Regions from separate parts of the Ovis aries genome. Here region 2 is linked to region 1. The links are chromatin contacts, called in public Hi-C maps. All regions are on one chromosome and are shown on one strand. The core of a region is the stretch at or near the end of the contact, and the rest is flanking DNA. Distances in the headings are between cores, read along the strand shown. Region 1 overlaps BRSK2 (BR serine/threonine kinase 2). Region 2 has its middle 16 kb from the start of MUC5B.

Region 1 (4,495 bases), core at 84-2,583:
AAGGGGCTGGGCCTGGGTGCCTGCCGGGAGTGGGTTGGACTTGGTGCCCTGCAGTGGCTTGTCGGTCAGCTTGGCCTTGCTCGGCAAGGTCTGGGTCTTGGGGTTGGGCCGCGGGGCGGCCTGTGGAGGGAGGAGGTGTCCGGGCCGGGAGGCGCTCCGACAAGCTTCAGGCTCCGTGGAGGTGGCCGGGGGGCAGGCCACAAAGGGGAGCTCGGGGGGCGGGGGAGGCAGGATGAACTTTCTAATAGGCTACAGTGCAGGCGGGAGTCGCAGGGGAGAACAGGGGGGCCCCAGAGCCCAGCGCATGCCCCGCCCCCCGCATGCCCCGCCCCCGCAAGCACACACAACCCCAGGAGGACCCCAAGGCAGGAGTGGGGACAGGCGGGTGGGGGGAGCGTTCGCCACAAAAGGAAACGACACACGAGGGAACAAAACAGAAAACGTGCCGTTAGCGACAGCAGCCGGAGCCCCCGAGCAGCAGGTGGGGTGGGGTCCGCCCAGCCACCCCCTGCCCTGGGGGGGCGCCCTGGGGGGCGGGGTCACTCACCCGGGGGCTGCTGAGCGGGCTGGTGGACAGGCCCGAGGAGGCGCCGCTGATGGACCTGGACCTGGGAACACGGGCGCGCAGGGTGGCTCAGACCGGGGGCTCCCGGCGCCTCCCCCCTCGGGTGGGCCTGCAGAGAGCCCCGCAGTGGCCCCGGCCCAGCGCAGGCCTGGCAGTGCCCAGCGCAGGCCTGGCAGTGCCCAGGGCAGGCCTGCCGCCCCCCCCACTTTGCACCAGGCCCAGGAGGGCCCGGGCCCCTGGGGGCCACTGGAGCCCCATGGTGCAGCTGGCGGCCTGGGGGCTCCTCTTCCCCCCACGCAGAAGCTGCCTCATGTCCAAGGCCCAAAGCCCCAGGCCCAGAGGGCAGAGAAGGGCCCTCAGCAATGCTCTCGAGCCTGGTGAGCAGAGGGACAGGGGAGGCAAGGCTCCCGGGGGCCCCTCTCCACACCCACTGACCCGAGCCCAGCTGAGCTTCCAGGCTGAGCTGTCGAAGACCCAGAGTCCTGCACTCCACCGAGCGCCTCACCCCTGGCGCCTGGGCACCAGCCTAGCGCCTCCATGCCCACGGTCCACCTGTATGGCTCAGAGCCACCCCCCCCCCCCGCCGCCTGCACGGCGCCTGTGACGGCCATCAGCAGGGATGTGGACTCTGTCCACCCTGCCTCCGTGTGGCCTGCAGACTTGGCCTGGGCATGGCTGCAGAGAGGTCACTGGCCAGCTTGCCCGGTGGAAACCACTGAGGCCGCTGCCCCCTTGGGGCAGGAACCGGACGCCTCTGGGGCGGGGCTGGGCCTGCAGGGCCTTGCTCCACCACCCACGTGGCCTCGAGGGAAAGGAGACACCGCTCACCCCTGGGCGCCGGCACCGGCCATCCTTAGAGGAAGGAAACCGGAGGGGTCGAGGCAGCCACAGGAGAGAAGAGGACAGAACAGCGTGAAGGGCAGCCACACCGCCCGCCCGGCCACACTGCCCACGCCGCGGCCAGCTCCTGGGCCTCGGGGAGGAGCCGGGCCCCCGCTGGCCAGGCCCCCAGCACCCGTGGGCTGGAGCCCCCCGGCGACGACCCTCTGACCCCCACCCCACCTGACGCAGCCACGGAGCCGGTGCCTCGCCCTCAGCAGCCCCAGCCCAGTCCACTTGTATCTGCCGGGCAGGGCCCTCAGCCCTCAGCCATGAGAACGGGACACGGGCTGGCGGGCCCAGCGGGGGCCTGCCCCGCACCGCGGCAGGCAGGGGCAGCAGCTGCGAGCTTGCCGCTCGGCACGAAGGAAGCAGAGAAGCAGCAGCAGACTGTTGGGGCCGCTTCCACGCCCTGCTGTCTAACCCTGGAAGCTGAGTTGCGGGAAGGACACGCCAGCGCAGAGCAGCCGGGGTGGGAGGGGGCACGGAGGGGGAGCCAGGGGCCCCGGGCCAAGCGAGGCCCCGCCACGGGCGCTGCCGGGCAGCGGGCCCTGCAGGCGGGGTGCAGGACCTCCTGGGACCCGCACAGCCCCTGCCCCTTCCTGGGGAGCCTGCGGCGCCCAGGGCGAGCACCTCCACTCTGGTCCGTGTGGACAGCCGGGCGGCCCCCGGACACAGGCCAGTGTGGAGCGGGGAAGGGGAGCTGAACAGGCCCAGAGGCCCACTGACCACAGCCGAGGGCAGCCCAGGGCCCGGGGCGGGCAGAGCCCGGGTCTCCTGGCACTCCTGGGGGGCCGCGTTCCTCCTCCTGGGCGTCAGCCTCAGCTGACCAGCCCTCCCCCCGGCTCACGGGAAGTCTCCCTCGCCAGATGGGGGAGGCCACCCGAGGCCCAGCCCTGCCCCCAGGCCCGCCGCTGTCTGTGGGGCTGGGGCGGGGGATGGGGGGCAGGGTGTATACCTGTCTTCTTTGCTGAATTGGGGGTGGGCTTCAGCGATATCCAGGCTTTTACTGAACATTGCTTTACTACAGCGGGAACAAAGTGAGAAAACAGAATTACTGCCGCGGCCCCGCCAGGTGGCCCAGGAGGCCGGCCCTCCACACCTCCGAGTTGGGCACAGCCCGCCGGCCGAGGCCAGGCGCACAGGAGGGCCGGTCGGGCAGGGGTGGCACAGCCGGCGGCCTGATGGGCAGAGCGGCCCCGGGGGACACCTGGCGCCACCCCAGGGGGGTGGCCTGTCGCCTCGACAAGGGGCCAAGCCAGGGAGGAGCAGCCTCTGAGATGGAGCAGTAAGTGCGGAGGGCGAGGAGGGTCGGCTTTCCAGTGAGTGACCCCTGGGATGGGTGACCCCTGACCCCGCCCCAGCCCCCCGCCGCCCCTGAGGCACTCGGGCCTGAAAGGCAGAGCGGAAGCCAGGACGGCCAAAGGTGGGGTGTGCAGGGCGGGGGGAGGCTGGCGAGCCCCCAGCCTGCCCGCAGCTGTGGAGCGGGAAGCCAGTGCAAGGCTCGGAAAGGACGACGCCTCCAGGAGAGGCGCCCCGACAAGCAGGACCTTCCTCTTGCTCCTCCCCGCCCCCCACCCCAGGGCAGGACGCGAGGGCGGTGGACCGCGGTGGCTGGCAGACCTGGAGAGGGCCCCAGAGGCTGGGACCCCAGAGGGTGGGGGCTGGGACTGCCGGGGGTGGGGGCCGTGGCCGGTGGGTCGGTGACCCATTTAATCCTGACGGTGGCCCACAGCCTGCAGTTCCTCAGAGGCCCGGCTGGCCCCAGAGCCGAGCACCCAGCTGACTGGTGTGGCCGGGGCTCCAGCGGTGACACCTCCCGCGGAGCCTCCGCCCCAGGGTCTCCCTGAGGGCTGAAGGCCCTGCCTGGGCAGGGAGGCTTGGTCTCGCCCAGCATCCCGGGAACAGCAGAGGCTCTGCAGGGCCCCAATGCCCCCTGCTTCTCAGGGGGGCCCAGACCCCCCACACCAAGATTCCACATCCCTGACCCCTGCCTGGCCACAGCTGATCCAAACACGGGCTCAGCATCAATCAGGGTTAAGCCTCCTGGGCTGCGGCTCTGAACACAGCTGACCTCCGCCCAGCCCTGCGCAGTCTAATCCACTCCAGCCCAGCTCTGTCCAGGATAGCCGCACCGAACCCAGCCTGACCCAAGCCAATCAAGCAAAGCCCTGCCCCTGTCAGCCCAACCCAGCCCAGTCTGCTCCAGCCCAGAGTTCAGCCCAGATCACCTTATTCCAGCTTAGTCCAGCCCAGTCCAGCTCAGCTCAGCCAGCCAGCCCAGCCCACCGCAGCCCATGCAGGCCCCTACCCCGACACCTCCCCAGGCGCACCTCAGCCCAGTGCCACGCAGCAGCCTTAGCCCAGCCCCAGGGCCGGGGTGCAGAGAGGAGCCAGGCCCCGTCCAGCGCCGCCCGGCCGCGGCGGCAGGAGGCACGCACCTCTGGCCGTGCTGGGCCATCTCCAGGGCCCGCCGTGCGGGCACAGGGGAGCCGCCGTCCGTCACGCTCAGCACCTCCATGGACTTCCGCTCGGGCCGCCGCTTGCCGTGCCGGTTGAGCATCGGGGAGTCCACGCGCTTCCGGGGCGGGTCTGCGTGCAGAGCGGGGTCAGGGCCGGCAGCCCGCAGGGGCGGCGCGGGCGGCCCCGGGACCCCGTACCTATCTCGTTCCTGGGCGGCAAGTCCTCGTCCTCGTGGCTCGGGTACCTCTCTTTCCGGTCCAGGAGGAGGAAATAGATCATCTTCTCCTGGTTCTCCCTGCAGAGGGTGAGAGGCGCCGGAAGGCTGGATGGGGGTCCCCGCAGGGCGGCGCCCCCGCCCCCAGGCAGGCCCCCGCACGCACTCCTCGGACAGCAGGTCCTGCAGCAGCTTGTTGCGGTCCCGGAAGCAGCCGAGCGAGTGCATGCTGTCCAGCACGTCGGGGTCGATGTCCTCCAGGCTGGGCAGGGAGCGGATCTGCACCTTGCGAGGGACAGGCTGCTCCGGCTCCGGCTCGTTCTTGCCTCCTCTGCGGGGACAGGGCCCGGTCACTCCCTCTGGCAGCACCCGAG
Region 2 (4,970 bases), core at 2,334-4,833, 170 kb after region 1:
TGTCTTTTCATTTCAACCTGAAGGGTTTCTTTTAGCATTTCTTACTGAATAGGTTTCCTGGAGGCTCAGCTGGTAAAGAATCTGCCTGCAATGTGGGAGAGCTGGGTTCCATCCCTGGGTTGGAAAGACCCCCTGGAGAAGGGAACAGCTATCCACTCCAGTCTCCTAGCATTCTGGCTTGGAGAATTCCTTGGACTGTGTAGTCCCTGGGGTCGCAGAGTCAGACATGACTGAGCAACCTTCGTTTACTTATAGAATAGGTTCAGTGGCAATGAGCGCCCAGTTTCTGTTTATCTGGCAATGTCTTAGTTTCTCTCTCGTCGTCGAGGAGCAGCTTAGCCAGATACAGGATCTTGGTTGACTGGTTTCTCTTTCACCATTTCAAGTGCACCATTCAGCGCCTTAGTGGCTTCCAAGTTTGCTGAGAATAAATTAGCTGATGGTCTTGCTGAGAGTGACTTGCATGCCTCCTTTCTCTTGATGTTTCTGAGATCTTTTTCTTCAATTTTTGGCAGTTTGGTTAAATGTGTATCAGTGTGAGGCTCTTTGAGCTTATCCTACCTGGAGCTGCTTAAGCATATTGGAAGTTTTCATCCATTATTCCTTCACATAATATTTTTGTCCCTTTTGCTTCTCTGCAGGGACTCTCATTACGCTCATGTGGACCCACTTGGTGATAATCCAGGAGTCCCCTAAGCTCTATTCACTTCCCTTCATTATTTCCTGCTCCTCAGTTTGATCATTTCAGCTCTTCTGTCTTCAAGTTCACTGAACCTTTCTTCTGCTTGATCAAGTCTGCTACTGAGCCCCTTTGGTGAATTTTCCGTTTCAGCCACTGTACTTTTCAGCTCCAGAATTTCTGCTTGCTTTTTTAAAAGAATTTCTATCTTCTTGTTGATATTCTCATTCTGTACATGTATCATTTTCCTGATAGCCTTTATTTCTGCCCACGTTTTAATTTCCCTTTTTGAGCATAGTTAAAGCAGTAGTTTTAAAGTCTTTGTCTGGTAAGACTGATACCATCACCTCCTCATGGATGATTTCTGTAAGTTTATTTTGCTCCTTTGAATAAGCCATATTCTCTTGTTTCTTTGTAAGGCTTTTATTTTTTTGTTGTTGTTGAAAATTGGAGAATTGACCATATGGTAACCCTGGAAATCAAATTCTTCCCTTTCCCAGTATTTTATATTCTTTTTCTTTTCCTTCTTTCTTTTGTGTCGTTTTGAAGACTGTACTGGTCCATTTGTTTTGAAACTTTCCCAAACAACTGTTATAAAGACTGATGCTCATTGCATGCGGTCACAGGCTCTCTGGTTCTTCAGCTGGTGTTTGGACAGAGATTCCCTGAGCAACAGGAGCTTCCCCAGTCTTCACAGCCTGGGTCTGTCCTTCGACACGTAGGTAGACTTGCTCTGAGCCTGGGGACAAGCCTAGGATGCAGGCTCGCTGGGCGCGAGTGCGTCTTTCTAAATTTCCACATGTGTGTGGGTGCTCTCAAAAGTCCTAACTTCTCAGAGCATCACACTTCAGCTCCTTCAGTCCGGAGATGCTCCGTTTTATTTCCCGAACTGCAGGCTCTTGCCGCAGGAGTCTGTGGGTCTATAGCCACCTCACAGCTTTCATGAGCTGTGCATGCCACGTTTGCTACTTGGGTTTCAGATTAAGCAAAACAGAAATGGGTGCCTTGCCTCATTCCTTCACGTAGTTGCCAGATGTCCCCAGCAGTTTGCAAATATGGGTTTCTCTGCTCCTTCTGCCTTGGGGTGGGGGAGGGAAATGGAACTGGGTTGGCAATTTAAGCCCCAAACTGCCCCTGCACTGGGGACAGGCAAGGGCGAGTAAAAATGCCAACAAACTTCCCTACTCTTCTGAAGATGGCCTTTTCTGGGTTGGACATTAGCTTGGTTTTTGTAAACCACTGCCTGTCTTCTAGAGTTCTGACAAAGTTAGTCCTGACAGTCTCCCGTCTTTTTCAGTCTTTCTGTGGAGAACAAGATCTTGGACATTCCAAGCCCATCACAGAGTCGTTCTGAAAACACAAGCGTGGGAGACTAACCTGGTATAAATGAGTAAACGAGAAATGGACACACGGGGGAGGAGGGGAAGGTCTTCCTGCTGCAGGATCCAGCCCAGAGTGGGAGCAATTAGAAACGCGTCATGGGTGCTAACACCTTACATGGTCCCCAAGCATCTCCCACAAGACCATATTCATTCCAAGGGTGGGGAGGAATCGCTTTCCAGTGGAAAATCTGACAGCCTCGCCTGAGCTGAAGTGAGCTCCCAGTAGTGGGTCCAACTGACACCATGCGCCTCCAGATACGGGACAGCAGGAAGGGCACACCCCCACTCTGCCGAATGCGAACTCCAACCTCAGCACAGAAAGGCCACGGGCAGACCCAGACGAGGGGGCGCTCCACCCGGGAAGCAGCCCACACTCCTCAGGAAGGGTGTGGTCGAGAAGCCCAGAGAAAGGCTGGGGGCAGATTCCAGGTTAGAGGTGACCCAGGAGGCTGGGCTCACGTGACACGCGGCCCTCAGTCAGACCCCAGGCTGGGAGGAAGGCGCGAGAGCAGGGCGCGAGCCGGGCGCAGCAGCGCGGACCAGGGCAGATGGCGGTGCTGCCCACGGCCGGCCCCGCCTTACTTCTGGGAGACACACCTGTCTCTTTAGGGCGAAAGAGCATAGCTTCTCAGACTCCAGTGTTGCAGAGAAAAATGTGTAGACACAGAGAGAGGGGAGGGCAGGCCCAGCACAGCCCAGGAGCAGACAGCTCGCCAGAGGGAGCCGAACGCAAGCACCGGGGAATCCGGGCTGGTGGCAGCGGAGCTCGCCGCGCTGTTTCTGCAACTTCTCCGTAAACTGGAAATCGTATCCCAGAGTCCTCCAGAAAGCTCCACGCTGGCGGTGGTTTGGAGGAATGGACTAGAAGGAGACCACTGGAGGCGCCACTGCAGCTGGACATGGCGGGGACCCGGTGGTGAGCTGGGAGAGGACCGGGGGAGACGGGGGAAGTGAGGGGGCAGAAGCAGGGGAGAGCGAGGGAAGGCCCGGGAAGAGCCGGCCTGTGCAGGGGCCCGTGGTGCGGCAGGTCCCCAGGCGAGCGCGGGAGGGGCCCCCTCTCCCCTCTCCCCCACTTCTCAGCCCTGTAAGCCTCCTGGAGAAGCGGCAGCCCACACAGGCCAGGGTCTTGGGGAGGGCTGTGGGGTCCCCCTGAAGGGCAGAGGCCGGGCGAGGTGGTAGACGTGGACGGCAGGAAAGGTCGGGCCCTGGGCCCACATTTGCTCAGGATTAAGGCAGCGTGAGGGAGAACAAACAGCGGCAGGCGGGGTGTCCTGGACGCCAGCAGAGATGACCGGGTGTCAGTGGGCAGCGTGCCTCTTGCCTCCAGGAAGCGCAGTATTGACTCAGCACCGCAGGCTGGCAGAGGAGCCCTGGCACAGCCCACGCCACCTGGAGCACCCCTGCCCGCCCACCAGCGCTGCCAGGGGCGCCTGGCCTTCCCTGAGGCCGCACAGGCCAGCCGTCTGCACCCAAGCCCCGCCTGCTGCCCTCTCCCCCGGCCGCAGGGCCCAGCGGTGCCCAGTGACTGGTGAGGGAGGCACACCGCTGTCCTGGGTCTGGTCCCGGCCCCGGGTGGAGGGAGCCGGGCCGCAGGGCACAGTCCTCCTGGGGGCCTCGCCCTCCTAGGGGTCACAGGCCAGGGCCTCATCCGTGACATGCAGGGGCCCCCAACTTCACTCCGCTGAGCTTTCCTGGGGAGGCTGAAGGGTTCCCTCCCAGCCAGATACAGTGTTCATGTTCCGCCAGGACCCCAGCCTCCCCCATCTGCCATGTGGTCAGTGCAGTAAGTGGGGGGACACCCCAGAGATTGGTGAGCTTGAACTCTGTCCTGTAACAGGAGGGGGGCTCACAGCTGGGGTCCTGTGTCCAGGAAAGGTGCTGAGGGGCGAGCTGGACTAGGGTGTCAGATGGAGACCTCTCAGGCACCCTGGCTGGACCCTGCTGGACCACCTCCCCACGTCCGCCCCCAGGCCTGCCCAGCAGATCTGCTGAGCACTGCCGGGCCCCCTCGAGCTCAGGGGGGCTGGCAGGATGGTGGGGCCAGCAGGGGGGCAGCAGTGGCCGAGCCCCTCCCCCACAGCCCCTGCCGGGACCCCTTTCCTGGGGAGGCCGCCCGGCCTCTGGATAAGCGTCTTCTACCAAGCGGCGCAGCCCTTGCCCGGGTTCCCAGGGCTCTGGGGTCCCCCCGCCACGCCCTGGGCCTGTCGGCCACGTCTGCACGTCAGGCCAGAGAGTGTGTGAGCGACACTCACATCCAGGTGCGCCGAGCAGAGACGCAGGAGCCAGCCCTGCAGCTGTGGCTGGAAGCACAGGCTTCCCAATGCCCAGAGCTGCCCCAGGACAGCTGTCTGCAGGGGCCCTGGGAGGCGGGGGGCTGGGTGGGAGCCCTGGCAGGAGGGGGCACCAGTGGGAGCTCCTGGGGGCTTCCTGGGCCGGGCACAGCACCGTGGAGCGTGGCGTCCGCCCAGGCAGCAGTCCCGCGCCCACGGCTCTCAGCAGGACCGGGTCCCTGCTGGCTTCACACACACTGAACAGCCCCCTCCTGGAGCCACGGAGGCTCGGCCGTTGGCGGAGAACAGGAAGCGGAGACCCCACCCCAGGCAGGAGGCCGGGCCCACTTTCTGGTCCTGGAGGCTAAGGGCCAGGAGGGGGTCCAGGAAAGAGCAGGTCTGGAGACAGGACGGGAAGGCCCTCCACCGAGGGCTCAGCGTGGAGTCTGTGAGGCTGAGGCTGAGCCCACGAGGCCCAGGCCACCCTCTCACCTGGGGAACAGTCTCCAGATGCCCAGGCTGCCGGGGGCCGCCGGCTCTGTGGACACTGGTGGCCCCCGGCTTGGCTTCCCTGGAGAAAGCCGGGCGGGAGGGGCCAGGGTGGGGTGGGGGAGGGGCTGCCTCACACCCCCGGGGGCT

The links. Hi-C and Micro-C count contacts between places; a contact is called where the count stands out from the background.
Region 2: a Hi-C map of liver shows a contact between it and region 1, with 4 times the contacts expected there. The contact joins two enhancer-like sites. A contact is called at or near these places in 2 of 16 Hi-C or Micro-C datasets (hypothalamus and liver).

Annotation. Positions count from the first base shown.
Region 1 is chr21:46,459,093-46,463,587 of ARS-UI_Ramb_v3.0, forward strand. BRSK2 (BR serine/threonine kinase 2) reads right to left here. Exons shown (of 21, transcript XR_006057420.2): 10 at 4,288-4,452; 11 at 4,105-4,202; 12 at 3,886-4,036; 13 at 548-608. Among named protein-coding and RNA genes, the nearest start is that of BRSK2, 36 kb to the right of the region's middle. Within about 2 kb of position 1,334, at least 1 of the 54 cell types and tissues checked has an H3K27ac peak or open chromatin away from gene starts, as enhancers often do. A contact at or near this core is called in liver, where this site is marked.
Region 2 is chr21:46,625,803-46,630,772 of ARS-UI_Ramb_v3.0, forward strand. No RefSeq gene overlaps it. Among named protein-coding and RNA genes, the nearest start is that of MUC5B, 16 kb to the left of the region's middle. Within about 2 kb of position 3,584, at least 1 of the 54 cell types and tissues checked has an H3K27ac peak or open chromatin away from gene starts, as enhancers often do. A contact at or near this core is called in liver, where this site is marked.